Linked DNA regions of Canis lupus: region 1 is linked to region 2. A link is a contact called in public Hi-C data. All regions are on one chromosome and are shown on one strand. Each heading gives the region's core, a stretch centred on a gene start, on an enhancer-like site or on the middle of the called end of the contact. The rest is flanking DNA. Distances are from core to core; before and after follow the strand shown. Region 1 holds the start of ISCU (iron-sulfur cluster assembly enzyme ISCU, mitochondrial). Region 2 has its middle 13 kb from the start of SELPLG.

The links. A called contact is a pair of places that touch in the nucleus more often than the background predicts.
Region 1: a contact with region 2 is called in a Hi-C map of blood, with 2.9 times the contacts expected there. The contact joins the promoter of ISCU here to the enhancer-like site in region 2. A contact is called at or near these places in 2 of 9 Hi-C or Micro-C datasets (blood and skin fibroblasts).

The regions. Positions count from the first base shown.
Region 1 is chr26:18,657,407-18,664,668 of UU_Cfam_GSD_1.0, reverse strand. ISCU (iron-sulfur cluster assembly enzyme ISCU, mitochondrial) reads left to right here and starts at 1,269. Exons shown (of 5, transcript XM_038575445.1): 1 at 1,269-1,430; 2 at 2,822-2,935; 3 at 3,825-3,935; 4 at 6,041-6,119. The coding sequence starts at 1,317. SART3 (squamous cell carcinoma antigen recognized by T-cells 3) reads right to left here and starts at 937. Exons shown (of 19, transcript XM_038575435.1): 1 at 1-937. The coding sequence starts at 209.
Region 2 is chr26:18,595,208-18,601,766 of UU_Cfam_GSD_1.0, reverse strand. No RefSeq gene overlaps it. Among named protein-coding and RNA genes, the nearest start is that of SELPLG, 13 kb to the left of the region's middle. Within about 2 kb of position 3,401, at least 1 of the 20 cell types and tissues checked has an H3K27ac peak or open chromatin away from gene starts, as enhancers often do. A contact at or near this core is called in blood, where this site is marked.

The DNA of each region.
Region 1 (7,262 bases), core at 20-2,519, 65 kb before region 2:
CGGAATGCATGGAATTTCGTGTTGCTTTCACATGGGTGTAAAGGTGCTCGCAGAGAAAAAGCTCCCCAACACGGCATGTGTTCCGTTGCAACTTCGGGCAGAAGTTGGGTCTTTGCACCGGAAGTGGGGGCCGTAGAGGAAGTCGCGGGGCGATGATTGAAGTCAACGGTTTGGCGCCATCTTGAGAAGGTCAAAAGGAATCTTGGCATAAACGCCCGTCTTCCCGCCTAACCCGACCCGGAGCTTGGTTCAGCGTCCCCAGCATCTGAGCCTCAAACGAGGAAAAAAGCCTCCAAGTCTTCAGGGAAGGATCGATCACACCCCTCACGAGAAAACCCGTTTCCCAAAGAGATTCCTCCCCTTTACGTAATACCTGGTGCCTAAGTAAGCATTAAATACACGTGTGAGGTTTCTGGTCTTATAGGATCCTATTCTGCAAACCGGTATTAATAAATTTCATGACTAAGCGTTTCTTTGGAAACCCTTCATTTCCAGGCATTGTCACCTAAGTAGGTCAGTTTGCTGCCTTATGAGAAGAGAAATAGATGCAGGCATATACATATACAATCAGGGTATGGCGTGTTCGTTTCCTCAATTAAGCTCCATTTTTGAGGTAGGAAAATACTGTTTGCTCGTTGCATTTCTCCCTCGTTAGTGAGGTTCATTATGTCGGGAACTCATGTGTTTTTCTTTTTCTTGCATGCCCGAAGCCTAGTACAGCGCCTTGACACACGGTAGGTAGGTACTCAAGTCGTACTTGCTCAATGCATGAATTGTCCTTGAATTAGTACAAAAGCGGGGATCGAAGCTTGAAGAGATGATGTCATAAGCCTAGGGCCACGCAGTGGAGAAGGTGCAGAATCAGGATTTTTAACCCAGGATTGCCCTTCTTTGAATCCCAACGGAGTCTGTCTGGGCAACCTTGGACAAGTTACTAAACCGGTCTGACCCTCAACTTCCCAAGCTGCACATGAGGTTCAAAGTAGACTGGCTGATCCGCCGCGCCGGACGCTGGCGACAGGGCTCCGCGAACACAGACCTGGGCCCCCACGCCCGCCGGCGGACACCGCCGCCCCACGCCGGGTCGACAACGCCGCACTCGCGAGCCCTCCAGCTTCAGGCTTTTAGTTCGGCGTCCCGCCCACCCCGGGGGCGTGGTCCAGACGCGGCCAGAGGCGGACACGTGCACCGAGCGCGAGGACGCAGGCGCGAAGTCGCGGTGACGTAACGGGCGCGCGCTCCAAGCCGGAGCCGACTCGCGGGCGCGCTCCCCCCCTCCGCCTCGCACTCGGCCTGCGCAGGCGCAAGCCCGGAAGATGGCGGCGGCTGGGGCTGGCCGTCTGAGGCGGGCGGCGTCGGCCTTGCTGCTCCGGAGCCCGCGCCTGCCTGCCCGGGAACTGTCGGCTCCCGCCCGGCTCTACCACAAGAAGGTAGGGACGGCTGACGGGATGCGCGAGGCCCGCGATGGCAGTGGGGCGGGAGGGCGAGGACCGCCGAGGGGGCCCGGGGACGCCGGCGCTCCGCGGAGGCCCGGCCTGAGGAGGCGCGGCCGCGGGGGCCTCCTCCTGCGGCCGGGCTACGGGCCTCCCTCTCGCGAGACTCGGACCGGACGAGGCTTCCCTCGCTGCGCCGTGACTGCCCGCGCCGCGGCCGGCGGGCGGCGCCCCGGGGAGGGCGACCCTCTGGGACCCGCCACCGACGCCCCCCGGCGCGGGCTGCGGCTTCAGCGGGGGCCGCCGCTACCCGGATGGCCTCGGGCAAGTCCGTGCCCTGCGTCGGGCCTGTTTTCCCCGTCGGTAAAATGGGGACTCAGGCAGCAGCCCCCTCAACGGGAGCCCGCCCGGTGGAAATCACTTAGGGTGCAGTTACTGGTGGAGGAGTTCGTAGGATGCATAATCAGCAGGCATAAGGTTCTAAATTCTTTTTTTTTTTTATTTTTTTCTGGCGGGGGGCGTCGGGGAGTGGAGGTAGGTGCGTAGTTCGCAGCCCTGGCCTTCCGAGGCCGTCGAGTCCCCTAGACCTGAAACGTCCCCGCTCGGGAAACGACTAAGGAACGCGGTGAATCCGCGTGAGGCCGACAGTCCGGACGGGGTCCTGTCCTACAGGTCCTCGCGCTTGGAGTCGAAATCCGTGGTCAGATGGGAAAAGAGACGGGAAGATGGGGTCACTTAGGGCCGCTGGGACACAAGCTCCGAGGCTCCCTTAAAGCCTTTGCGTGCCGTGCGGGTCAGCTGTGCCGGTCGCGGCTTCGGCGGGACCCCGCCCCTCCCCTACCGGGGGGTGTGTTCTGTTGACGGTACACGCGCTCCACGCCCGGGCGCTGCGAGCCTCGCAGCCTGCAGGGCGCGCTGCTCCCCCCGACGGATGGCCCGGCCCTGAAGCTGGCGGGAGGACGGGTCTCGTTGTAGCCTAACAAATAGACACCTTCCGTAGCACTGCTCCTCGTGTGACGTTCTCCTCGAGGCTTCTGGGAAGCCCTTTGATTGCTGGACCGTACTTATTTTTTGGATCCCAAATCTGGTGACTTAGGCGGTGAAGATCAGGTAATTATTTGTGACTAAAAACCCTATGGAGTTAAGGCATGATTTTTGCCGATTTTTTTCTCCAGGAACTCCTTATCTCTGAAGGTAACTGGAGAAGAGGTACGAAAAAGATTGGTTCATAAAGTCTCATTGACAGGAGCGTAAGCCTTCCTCCCCAGGTGACATTTGCTATTTAGGGACAGCCTGACAGGTTCAGCCTGCTGACTTAACATCGAGTTGGGGAGACCCGTAACAAAAAAAAGAGGGATGGTGCATTTCTCTTAACCTTCTCGTTGCAGGTTGTTGATCATTATGAAAATCCTAGAAACGTGGGGTCCCTTGACAAGACATCAAAAAATGTTGGAACTGGATTGGTGGGGGCTCCAGCATGTGGTGACGTAATGAAATTGCAGGTACCGCTGGTTTTCATCCTTAGTGGTAATGACAGCAATCCCTTTGCTCACACAGTGCTTCGCTGTTGACAAAGCATTTGCAAGCACAGCTCTCCATTTGGTCTCTGTCTGGATTCCTGTGAGATGGTGGGATGGGTCAATGTTATTGATTATTAGGGTAGGGACTAAATCTTAGTTCTCCTTTCCCGCACACTGTGCTGACCCTTTAGGTGTCACTTTTCTACTCTATCAGTTTAAATTCCAACTCCAGCTAAGAAGAAAGTTTTGTGAATTTTACTGGTGAAAGGAAAACCACAACCATTCAGTTAGCAGTCCCCAGTGAGACAGGAAATACCACATATCAAGCTCCCCCCCCCAAAGTGGAAACAACACAAAGATAGTAACTGGCACTTTGAGTAAACCTGTACCTTTGTCCACATCTTCATCATGGTGAGGGGACAGCTTGCTGGAGGTCTTCATGCCTGCCTTGGAAAACAGAAGGCAGGAGGGAACCACTAGATGTCATTTCATGCCAGACTATAAAGCACTCACCAGAGACGGTTATTGCAGACTCCCCCCAGTGTGTAAAGATGCAGACGGAATGAGTAGCCAGGAGCAGAACTTCATAGCCAAAAAGCAGACTAGGGTTGCAAAACAAAAAAATGGGTAGGGGCATATTTTTTGTCTTATCTTTACCAGATTAGGCCTGTATCATTTTGGTGATCGTTCCTACATTTGATTCTTCATCACTGAGCCCTTTTGACAAAGCAAATTCAGTAATTAATGTCAAAACTTAAGGTGTGGAAAGCAAGACCAAAGCCCTTGAGGAGAGCCCCCAGTGAACCCCCGTAAATGCAGGATCTATGAGGTGGCATCAGGAACCACTGCTTAACACCTGTCTTTTTTCTAGATTCAAGTGGATGAAAAGGGGAAGATTGTGGATGCCAGGTTTAAAACATTTGGCTGTGGGTCTGCAATTGCCTCCAGCTCTTTAGCCACTGAATGGGTAAAAGGCAAGACGGTAAGGTTGCTTGTAGATGGACAGAATTAAATCATATTCTCAACAAACCTGCCTCTGAGTTAAGGGAGGGTCTAGTTATGGGGGGGCGGCAGGTTTTTGTTTTTGTTTATAAAATATTCTAAGTTTTTTTTTTAATTTCTCCTACTTCGGCTTTGATTAAATTCTCCCTTTGGGGATTATGGATAATTTTGTTGTGTGTTTTGTTTTGAGGGGGGTTTGTTGATCATTTGTTTGGGGGTTTTGGTGGTATTTTGTTTACTTTTGAGAGGGGCAGAGGAAGAGAGAGGGTATTAAGCAGGCTCCACACCCAGCACAGAGACTGAGGCAGGCCTCAGTCTCATAACCCTTAGATCGTGACTTGAGCCAAAATCAAGAGTCAGACATTTAACTGACTAAACCACCCAGGCACACCTGTTTTGTTTTGTTTTTAGTTAAATAGAAAAAAATCTTCACTTCCACCTCTAACAACAACAACAAACTATAAAGAAATCTGTGGCTTTCTCCGAGGTTGTTGATTATTATTTCTTAGGAGTCTAAAGGTGAGAGAGGTTGTATTGTCGTTGGTATTCTTATTCATTACCTTCTATCATGTTTCAGGAAGGATTGCAGGTGGCTTATAATGATTCATGAAATAATGGACAAGCCTGTGCTAAAAGAGAGATTAAAGAATTAAAAACTGCAAAGATTAGGGGCAAAGTGATCAAATCAGGTGTTTGGTCAGCAGGCCCTCTGACGATGGAAATGAGAGAGGCTGGAATGCCTTTTTTGTTTTCTCTGCCAAAGCCTCTTTCCCAGCAGCTGCAGAGGTAGAAGGTCCCAAACCCACTGAAGAGCTAGAGCTTCTAAAATCCAGTCATTAAAACCTCTCAGAAAAGCCAAACTATAGGGCTGCTTATCTTTGCAGCCCCGAGGGACAAGTTCAGGGAGCTGAGTCATGGAGGTGTGTGCTTGGGGAGCTGGGCAGCTCTACTGCAATGCAGTATGCCAGGTCATGTGCTGCCTGCTTCCTGTGGCTCAGGGCCTTCTGGCTGGCAAGCTCCTTTGGCAAGCATAGACCTGACCTGTTCTGGAGGAGGTGGCTTTGAAGTGATTTGTTAAGAACTGTCCTCAGGGAAAGGGGAAGTGAGACAAGGCACCTTTGCTCCCAGGATCTGGCCTTTGAATTGTAATCAGAAAGTGAAGGAAGAGAGCCTTTCTTTGACCTTGAGGTCCTCCTATCTTGAGTTACCAGGAACAGAACGTAAAGCAGAATTATCCTTGAAGTCAGCAGAACTGAGAAACTGGGGAGCAGGTGGGCAAATCTGGCTTTCCTTAAGGCAGCAGGGCTCCATTCCCCATGGGCCTGCCTCATGCCCTTGGGCACTCAAGCAAACTCAAGCATCCTTTTCAGTCTGTTTTGAAGGCATAGATTGTCTTAGGTAGAAGATGATCACAAGACTGGTCTGTGCCACTGCCAAGTGCTGGAGTGCCACTGGCCTATTTGCCATCTCTCAGAGCCCCCTAACACCATTCAAACTTCTAGTTGAAGGGATTTATTTTAAACATTTGGTATAAGACATCAGTGAAGCTGATATTCACAAAACCAGAATAGGAAATCACTGCGCTAAAACAAAAAGACTCCTATCACTGGCCTCAAGCAGACTTCTAAGAGATGTCTCACTGGCTGGCTTGTAGAAAAGGGTCTTTGCCGGCCCTGCTTACCCCAGCCAAGCAGTAGGGTGTGTATATTCCATACTGGAGAGTCCTGGCTGTAGCCTTGATGCACAGTGAGTATCCTTCGGGGTTGGTAAATGGAAATCATCCCCCACCACCCTGTCCTGATGGCCTCTTTGGCCTTCCTTTTTTTTAATTTTTTTTTATTTTTATTTATTTATGATAGTCACAGAGAGAGAGAGAGGCAGAGACATAGGCAGAGGGAGAAGCAGGCTCCATGCACCGGGAGCCTGACGTGGGATTCGATCCCGGGTCTCCAGGATCGCGCCCTGGGCCAAAGGCAGGCGCTAAACCGCTGCGCCACCCAGGAATCCCCTGGCCTTCCATTTTTATTGCTTGTTCCTCAAGCTAGAGCAGTGCTAAAACTGTTAACTCTCACATACGCATCTCAGGTGGAGGAAGCCTTGACCATCAAGAACACGGACATCGCCAAGGAGCTCTGCCTTCCCCCCGTGAAACTGCACTGCTCCAGTAAGTCTCTGCTCCAAAATGCCGACGAGCTTGCACAGTTGGGAGTAATTTTGTCATGGCATCAGCTGGCATTTGTGACAAAGTAATGGCGAGCCCGTTTTGGTTGTGGAGTTCATAATTTTTGGAATGGTTTAAGTCCCCAGGTCTCACAGCCATCTCAAGAGAGTCTTACAGGAAGGAGTGTGTGCTGGGCATCATGCCATGCTTATGGCATCACTTCTAAGACTCAGAAACGTTCTCTAGTCCACAGATAGTGTCATTACCCTTCCTTCTTACAGACAGGGAAGCAGGGCTTAGCTTAAAGTGCCTCAGTTACATGGCTTTTAAGTGGGAAAGTGAGGCCCTAAGCCCCAGTCTTTGATTCCAGAATCTGTGCTATTCCCACCCCATTGGAATCAAATTAGGACCAATGAAGGAGAAAATTCAGCTTCTGCCATAATCCTGTCTGGTGCGTGTAACATGTAACATGTTACTGTGTCCGGTCTGCATCTGTGTGTACGGGATGACTAAGCCCAGTTGTGCAACAGCCCCCTGTACACTGTTCTGAGAGAAAGCCCAGATGCCTAAAGACTTACACTTGGCTTTGCAGTTCAGTCTCTGTCTTAAATCTAAAGCTTTCTCATCTTCTCTCAACCTTCTAGGGGAAGGAGGGAATGAGAAACAGTAGCCTTACTTACTCATGGAGGTTTACTGACCAAATTAGTCAAAAACCAGCATTGAGCCAGGCCTCTTGCCAGCATAAGACTCATAGGGGAACTGAGTGCTGGGGCAGGGACATGCTAAAACAGTCGTCAGGAAGTCTGAGACGAGTTCTTTCCACCTGAGCTGGAATTTGAAGCACCCAGGAGCCAAGGCATAGCTTGTAAACATTTTCAGAAAACCCCCAGCTATTTCATTTGGCCTTCTTGGGTACTGCAACTGTCAGCTACTGCTCTCTGCCACTTGCTTGCTCTCTCTTGTCATTCCAACATTCTTAATTTCTGACACCCCCCCCCCCCCCGCCCACAAAGCCTCATTTTTAATATTGACTCCAAAGCCAACGTTTTCAAACTTGGGATCACTAGAGAGTTGTTATATGGCAGATGCCTCCTATCAACGGGGGCATGGCCTAAGTTACGCCAGCTCACTCACCAGCATCCACTA
Region 2 (6,559 bases), core at 2,152-4,651:
CTGGAAAAAAACATCCAAGTGCCATCCTGATGGAAACCTGCTGCTCGGAGGGTGATACGGACGTGAACGCCGCACGTATTGAATGCCCACACAGCACTCACGCCTCGTTAGTGGAAAAGCAGGTGTAAAGATGTATAAACAGGGTGCTCGCAGCTGTGCGTGGGTTCCCGGACGACGCACTGAAAGAAATGCTCACAGTGCTTGTCTCTGCGCGGCCCAATTATGGGCGGCCCTTCCCTTTCTCATACGTCCTCCTCGGTATCTTTAAATAGAAAAATGCGTGTGATATGTCAGCTTTATTATCAGGAAATAGATATTTTAAGCAGCGCAAGGACTTTGTAGATACCCGAGATTTCAGGATGACTCGACTTAGCCCTCTGTCGGTCTCCACCCTTCTGGGGTGTTTGGGGGACTGCCCCTCCCAAGCCCCAACCCTGTGCTTCTCAGGGTTCTAAGTACGGTTTCCCAAGGCCCAGTGGCCACAGCGGTGGGGCCAGTCACATCACTTCCTCAAGTGCTCCTCAGCCTGGTTCTGGAGGATTCTCTGGAGGCGTTTAGGAACCTACTCAGACATCATAGACTAACGGCCTGAGGGCAACTCTTCCCTAGAATAGGACCAAGGAGCTTTTTCTGTAAAGGGCCAGAGATTGAATCTTTTCAGCTTTGTGGATCTGTCCCAAATACCCAACTGCGCGGTGATGACATGGGAACAGCCATAGTCTATATGCAGTAAATGGGTGTGGCTGTGAGCCCATAACATTTTCATTGCAAAAAATAGGCAGTGGGTCAGATTTGACTTACCGGCTAAAGTTTACTGGCCCCTGACCTAGAAAACGAGAGACACTGGCAGTAAGGAGAACCAAATTGCAATAAGAAGCGACCCACCAGGTCCCCGCGAATGGGCAGAATGAAACATGGGTCCCCTTAAGACTATGCCACTGGCTTTCTCAGTGAACGGCACGTGTACTGAGCCCTGAGCGCCAGGCACTAGGATGAGCCGCACACAAGACACACTCTGTCCTTGCCTCTGGGCGCCTATAGATCAGTGGCCAGGGCAAATGCCACCATCCAAGGCCACTGAACGTAGCCAGGTAGAAAAATACAGGTCTGAGAATGAGGAGAATTGGATCCTTGCCTCAGGCCTGCTGTGTTTAGGGAATTCACTTGACCTCTCTGAGATTGTCTCATCTGGAAAATGGAGGCATGAAGGCTTAGTGCAAAATAATGCAAGGAACCAGTAAAAGTCTAAGAGTAGATAGAGCTGCAGATGTAGCAGAGCCCAGTCGCAAAAACCCACTGTGGGTCTCCGGCCCCCAGCCCTCCATGTATATGATCCTTGCAACATGTGCAGGAACACTCTCCCTATGCAGGACTCAATGGCTCCCCATTGCTTTTAGAAGACTCAAATCCCTGACATGGTGGCCAATGCCTTAACCTCCCTTCCCCTCCAGCCTCATCTCACTCCCAGGCCTCCTTGTTCTCTGCTCCAGTGCCTTCTTCTAGCTCCTCTCATGTTTCCTCCTAACACAGGACCTTTGCACGTACAGCTCCGGCTGCCTGGAGCATTCCTTACTGCTCATCACCTGAGTAACTCCTACTCACAATTCAGACCCAGTTCACATGCCATCTCATCAGGAAAAGTCTTTCCTGACCCCTGACCCCATCCATGATCTTAGAACACTGTGACCCTCTCCAATGTGCTTGATACCTACCTCTCTCCTTGGAAGTTCCAGAAGACACCCGTGTCTGTTTCACCCACCATTGCATCTCCTGGGCCAAGCATAGTGCCTGGCATATAAGACTCAACAATGGCCAACATTTATCAGGTGCATCTTCATGGCAGGCACTGTCCTAGGCTCTTGACACATTTGTTTGTCACAATTAAACACCCTGGTAATTTGCCACAAATAATTGCCTCATGAGGAATTATTAGTATTCCTATTTTGGGATGGAAAAAGTCCAAGGTCCAGAGAGGTTAAGTAACTCACCTGAGGTCACACATCTAAGTGAGAGAGCCAGGGTTTAAATCCAAGCTTTCTGTTTACTGAGCCTAAATGCAATCACAATAGATGTTTGTTGAATAAATATGCACATTATCACTGCTTCTCCAGGCAGACCCTGCCCGTTATGATTGGTCTAAGGGGATGCAATGCTCCCCACCACTCTCCAGCAGGATGAGCCACTGAGTGTGAGGTTTCTCTCTATATATGGACCCCCAGTGGTGGGGCTCTCCTTGGAACCAAGGGTCACTTATGGGCCTTTTGGCCAACATGTGCTCCAGGGAGTTCACTAACCAATTACTGCTGGAGCAGCCCCATTTTAAAGCTCCTTGGGCCCCCACTTGGACAACAGAAGACTTGCTCTCCAAGCAGTCTACTATCTCCTTATACCTGGACACTCCTAAATGGTTGTCCGTGCACTAAATGCAGTTTTGCTTATGTTAGCCGATGGGTGAAAACCCTTGTAGCTGCCACGTGATGATGTTTACACCAGCTTAGCGGGGATGAGGGGATGGGGGCACCTGTCAGTTGCATTTCACTCCTCTGTTGTTTCTGGTGGGGAGTGGAGTGGGGAGCTGTTCACACCAGTGACCAGTACAGCTGCAATGAAACTCAAACTGCAGAGACACAGATGCCAGCGAAGCTTAGCTTCGACCCCAGGTGTAAGCTGGTCGAACCATGCATTCAACAATTGAGGAACATGAGAAAAAACATTAAACACCAGTGGAATCCTGAGATTTCGTGGATGGGTAAGGACTGTGTCTGACAGGCTAGGTATGGCTGAGATCTGAACATCACTTTGTGATTTGCTCGAACTCACCGTGGCCCCTCCTTGCCCCTCCCCGCCAGATGCCCATTTACCTGAAAATGGTGCAGAACTGTGGGGGAAACGGCGTTACATCTAGAATCATGCCTGCCCATTTTTTTTTTTAAGATTTTTATAATTTATTTATCCATGAGAGACATGCAGAGAGAAGCAGAGGCATAGGCAGAGGGAGAAGCAGGCTCCCTGCAGGGAGCCCGATGTAGGACTCAATCCCAGGACCCCAGGATCACAACCTGAGCCAAAGGCAGACACTCAACCACTGAGCCACCCGGGTGCCCCAGAATCATGTCTGCCTTCCAAGGTGGCCACTCTGCCTCCTAAGGAAGTGAGGCTCAGGGAAGGGCCCAGGTGGATTTGAGTCCAGGTTGACCAGACCAGACCACAAAGCCTATAGCTTCCCTACCAAACAAGCGTCCAAATGGCTGTGCCCAGTTTCTCTGGGGCAGCATTGGAAAAGTAGCCGCCATGGGTATCCTTTGTTCAAACGAAAGCAAAGATCCTTCTATAGAGAACAGAGCTGCTTTAATGAAAGGGAGGTGGTGGGGGCGGGGTCACACCCAAGGGCCTGCCCTCCCCCCTTCCCCAACACACACATCCTCTTTGATTGAAGGGAGGGCTCACAGGCTGTGATCTGCCAGTCTGAGCCATTGAAAGGGGAAATGGCCACTTTGGGGCCCACCACAGCTGGGATGCAATTCCCCTTCTCAAATGGGAACAGAACCTTGGGGAGTCCTGGATTCTGGTTGTCACTCTGGGCAGCCCCAGAAGCAGCTTCTGGGATGAAGGCCCTCAGAGTGAAGCTGCTCCTCTAGAGTAAACAGAACAGGGGCTCCCCAGGGCTCAAAGGAAGGGGCTGGTCCCAGACCTGGAAGGTCAGAGGGTAATCAAATATAGAAGTGTGCTCCAGGGGGGGCATCCAGGTGGCTCAGTGGTTGATTATCTGCCTTTGGCTCAGGGCATGGTCCTGGGATTAAGTCCTGCATCGGGCTCTCCCCGCAGGGAGCCTGCTTCTCCCTCTGCCTGTGTCTCTGCCTCTGTGTCTCTCATGAATAAATTAATAAAATCTTAAAAAAAAAAAAAGTGCTCCATTCTCAGTGATTTTTCCAACACTAGCAGTTGAAGGAATCAATGCCTCTGATGGCTACCCTGAGCACTGGGCCTGGTGATACAGTGATGGAGAACTCTGGAACTCAAACCTCAAGGGGCTCTGATAAAGGAGGAATACTGGCATGAGGAAGGAGTCTTGGTTGCAAACTCGTCTCAAACTGGCTTAAGTGGCAATGGGATTCCTGGGGTATCTCATGGAATTTGAGGTTAGAACTGTGGCTGGATCCTATGCATGGATTCAGTGAACTAAAGGGACCCAGAAGCCTTTTCTCCACCACTGCACACCTGCTCTGCCCGCTTGCTCCCTAGAATCCCCAAGTCTCTGGCCTCTGCAAAGGGAAACTCAGATTTGGCACCATGAGAAGTGGAGCATTGGCCCAGCCAGGGGAAGGTCATATTCTGGAAGCAAAGGTACTGCTATGCAGACAATCCCATTAGTGTCCCCATTCTCCGAAATGTCTCTATTTTCATTCATTTCTTTAGCAGATATTTTAAAATGTAATCTGCCAGATTCTAGGGATAACAGTGAATAAATGAGTTCTGTCTGTGCAGTTTACATTCAATTCAGGGGAAATAGTAAAAATCTCAAATGAAGTTGATAGATCTAGTGGAAACAAGGTGCTATGGGAAAGATGGCAGGAGAGGAGGAGCAAAGTGGTGAGCCTCACAGACGATGGGTGTTCTGGAGAGAGCAGTGCATGGAAAGATTAAAGGTAGGAGGCCTCCCCGAAAACAAGGGGACATGAGGAGAGGAGGTTAGGGAGACAGCAGGCCCAGCCAAACATGCGGAAGTTAGATTTAATTCTGAGTGGGAAGAAAATCCTATAGAGAGTTTGGACTCTAAATACGGGGTTTGCAAGCTTTTTCTTAATGGGCCAGATTGTACATATTTTCGAATCTGTGGTCACAGAGTCAACTCTGAATGTGTAAAGAAAAAGCAGCCATCGATGTTGCTTAAACAGGAATGGCTATGTTCCAAGAATTTTATGCTAAAACTTGAATTTTATATACTTTTTACTTGTCATTCTTTTTTAGTCCCCCCCCCCCCAACCACTTAAAAATGTAAAAAATCTATTCTTGTGCACTCTACACAAACTTCCAGTGGGGTGGATTTGGCCTGTGGGCCTCAGTTTACTCACTTGTCTTACTACCTTAAATGGTTACTCTGGCCACTGTGTTGAGAACAGACAAAAGTAGGGAGCAGGAAAGTTGGTTTGGAAGCTGTGATAGTCCATTTCATGTCAATTTTACTGGACCATGGGGTACCTAGATTATTTGGGCAAATATTCTGAGTGTGTCCATGAGGGTGTTTCCCAGATACTAACATTCTAATCCTTAGACCAAGGAAAGCAGATTGTCCTCCACAGTGTGGGTGGGCCTCACCCCAATCAGGTGAAGGCCAGAAAAAGAACAAAAAGGGGGAGTTTAAGAGGGAACTCCTTGACTATCCTTGAGCCTTTTTTTCCCCATTGTCTTTGGACTCAAATGGAAACATCAGGTCTCCTGGGTCTCCAGCTTGCTGAAAGGAGACCTTGGGACTTGTCAGCAACCATAACTATGAGCAAGTTCCTTATAATGACTTTATATATGTACACATCCGATTGGTCCTGTCTCTCTGGAGAACCCCACTGCAGAAGCTCAGTTCACATCAGAGATGGCAGTAGTGGTTAACAGTGGCAGTGTGAGAGGCAGCCACAGCCAACAGGAGTAGCTGAGTCTGTTGTGGGATATGAGAAAGGAGATGGGAATCAGGTGGGGTGGGAGGCAGGCAGCAAGTCCAGGGGGCAAGTCAGGGGGCTACCCCAGAGGAGGCTGAAAAGCATGGACTTCATTCTGGAGACAAGGGGAACCTTGTGCCCCCCTCAGGGGTCTCGACAGATTCTGTTCTAGAACACATCACTCATGAAGCAAAAAAGGGAACAGGTGGCTGGTGGTAGAGGAACCAGCTACAAGGCTGTTCAATGCTCTGTTCTCTCTACAAGGAGAAGTTTCTGGCAGGTGCCCAGATGCCTATATGGGATTCTCCACCCTGTCATCTTTTGTGGCATTTTAATCCACAGCCCCTAGTAGAAACTGGCCAGGGTGGTAATTCATTTTACTGTTTCAGGGGCTGTAGTTGATGGAGGGTGGCTGTAAGTGGTCCTGCAGGTTTGTTAACCATGAGGTGCCTCTTCTATCTTCTACAACCCAAGTATCATCTTGGCACGGAAATGAACCTGCAACAACTTCCTGTTATTTGTGGGGCAACTTCCCAGTTCTCAGACCTCTCAGTGCAGCCCAAAAGCTTGGATTTTGTTGCTAAAATACTGGTGATTTCTTGACCCTCAGGGCACACAGCTCCTGTCTGAACCCCAAACACAGCTGGACCACTTAAGTCATTTGCTCAACTACATTTTTTTTCCAGGACTTTCAAACCTTCACAGGAAAAATAAGTATTTACCCAGTGAATGCCACAACAGAATCATGTCTAGTGTGTGTGTGTGGTGGTGAAAAGGGTAATGGGGGGCGGGGAGTGGAGATTAGTCATGAGAAGACAGCAGGGCTATGATAAAGGCCAAGGCCTGCTGTTGGGGACCAGAGGCACCACTCATCTGGCAACCCACCCCCTCAAGGCCCCCAGGCACCC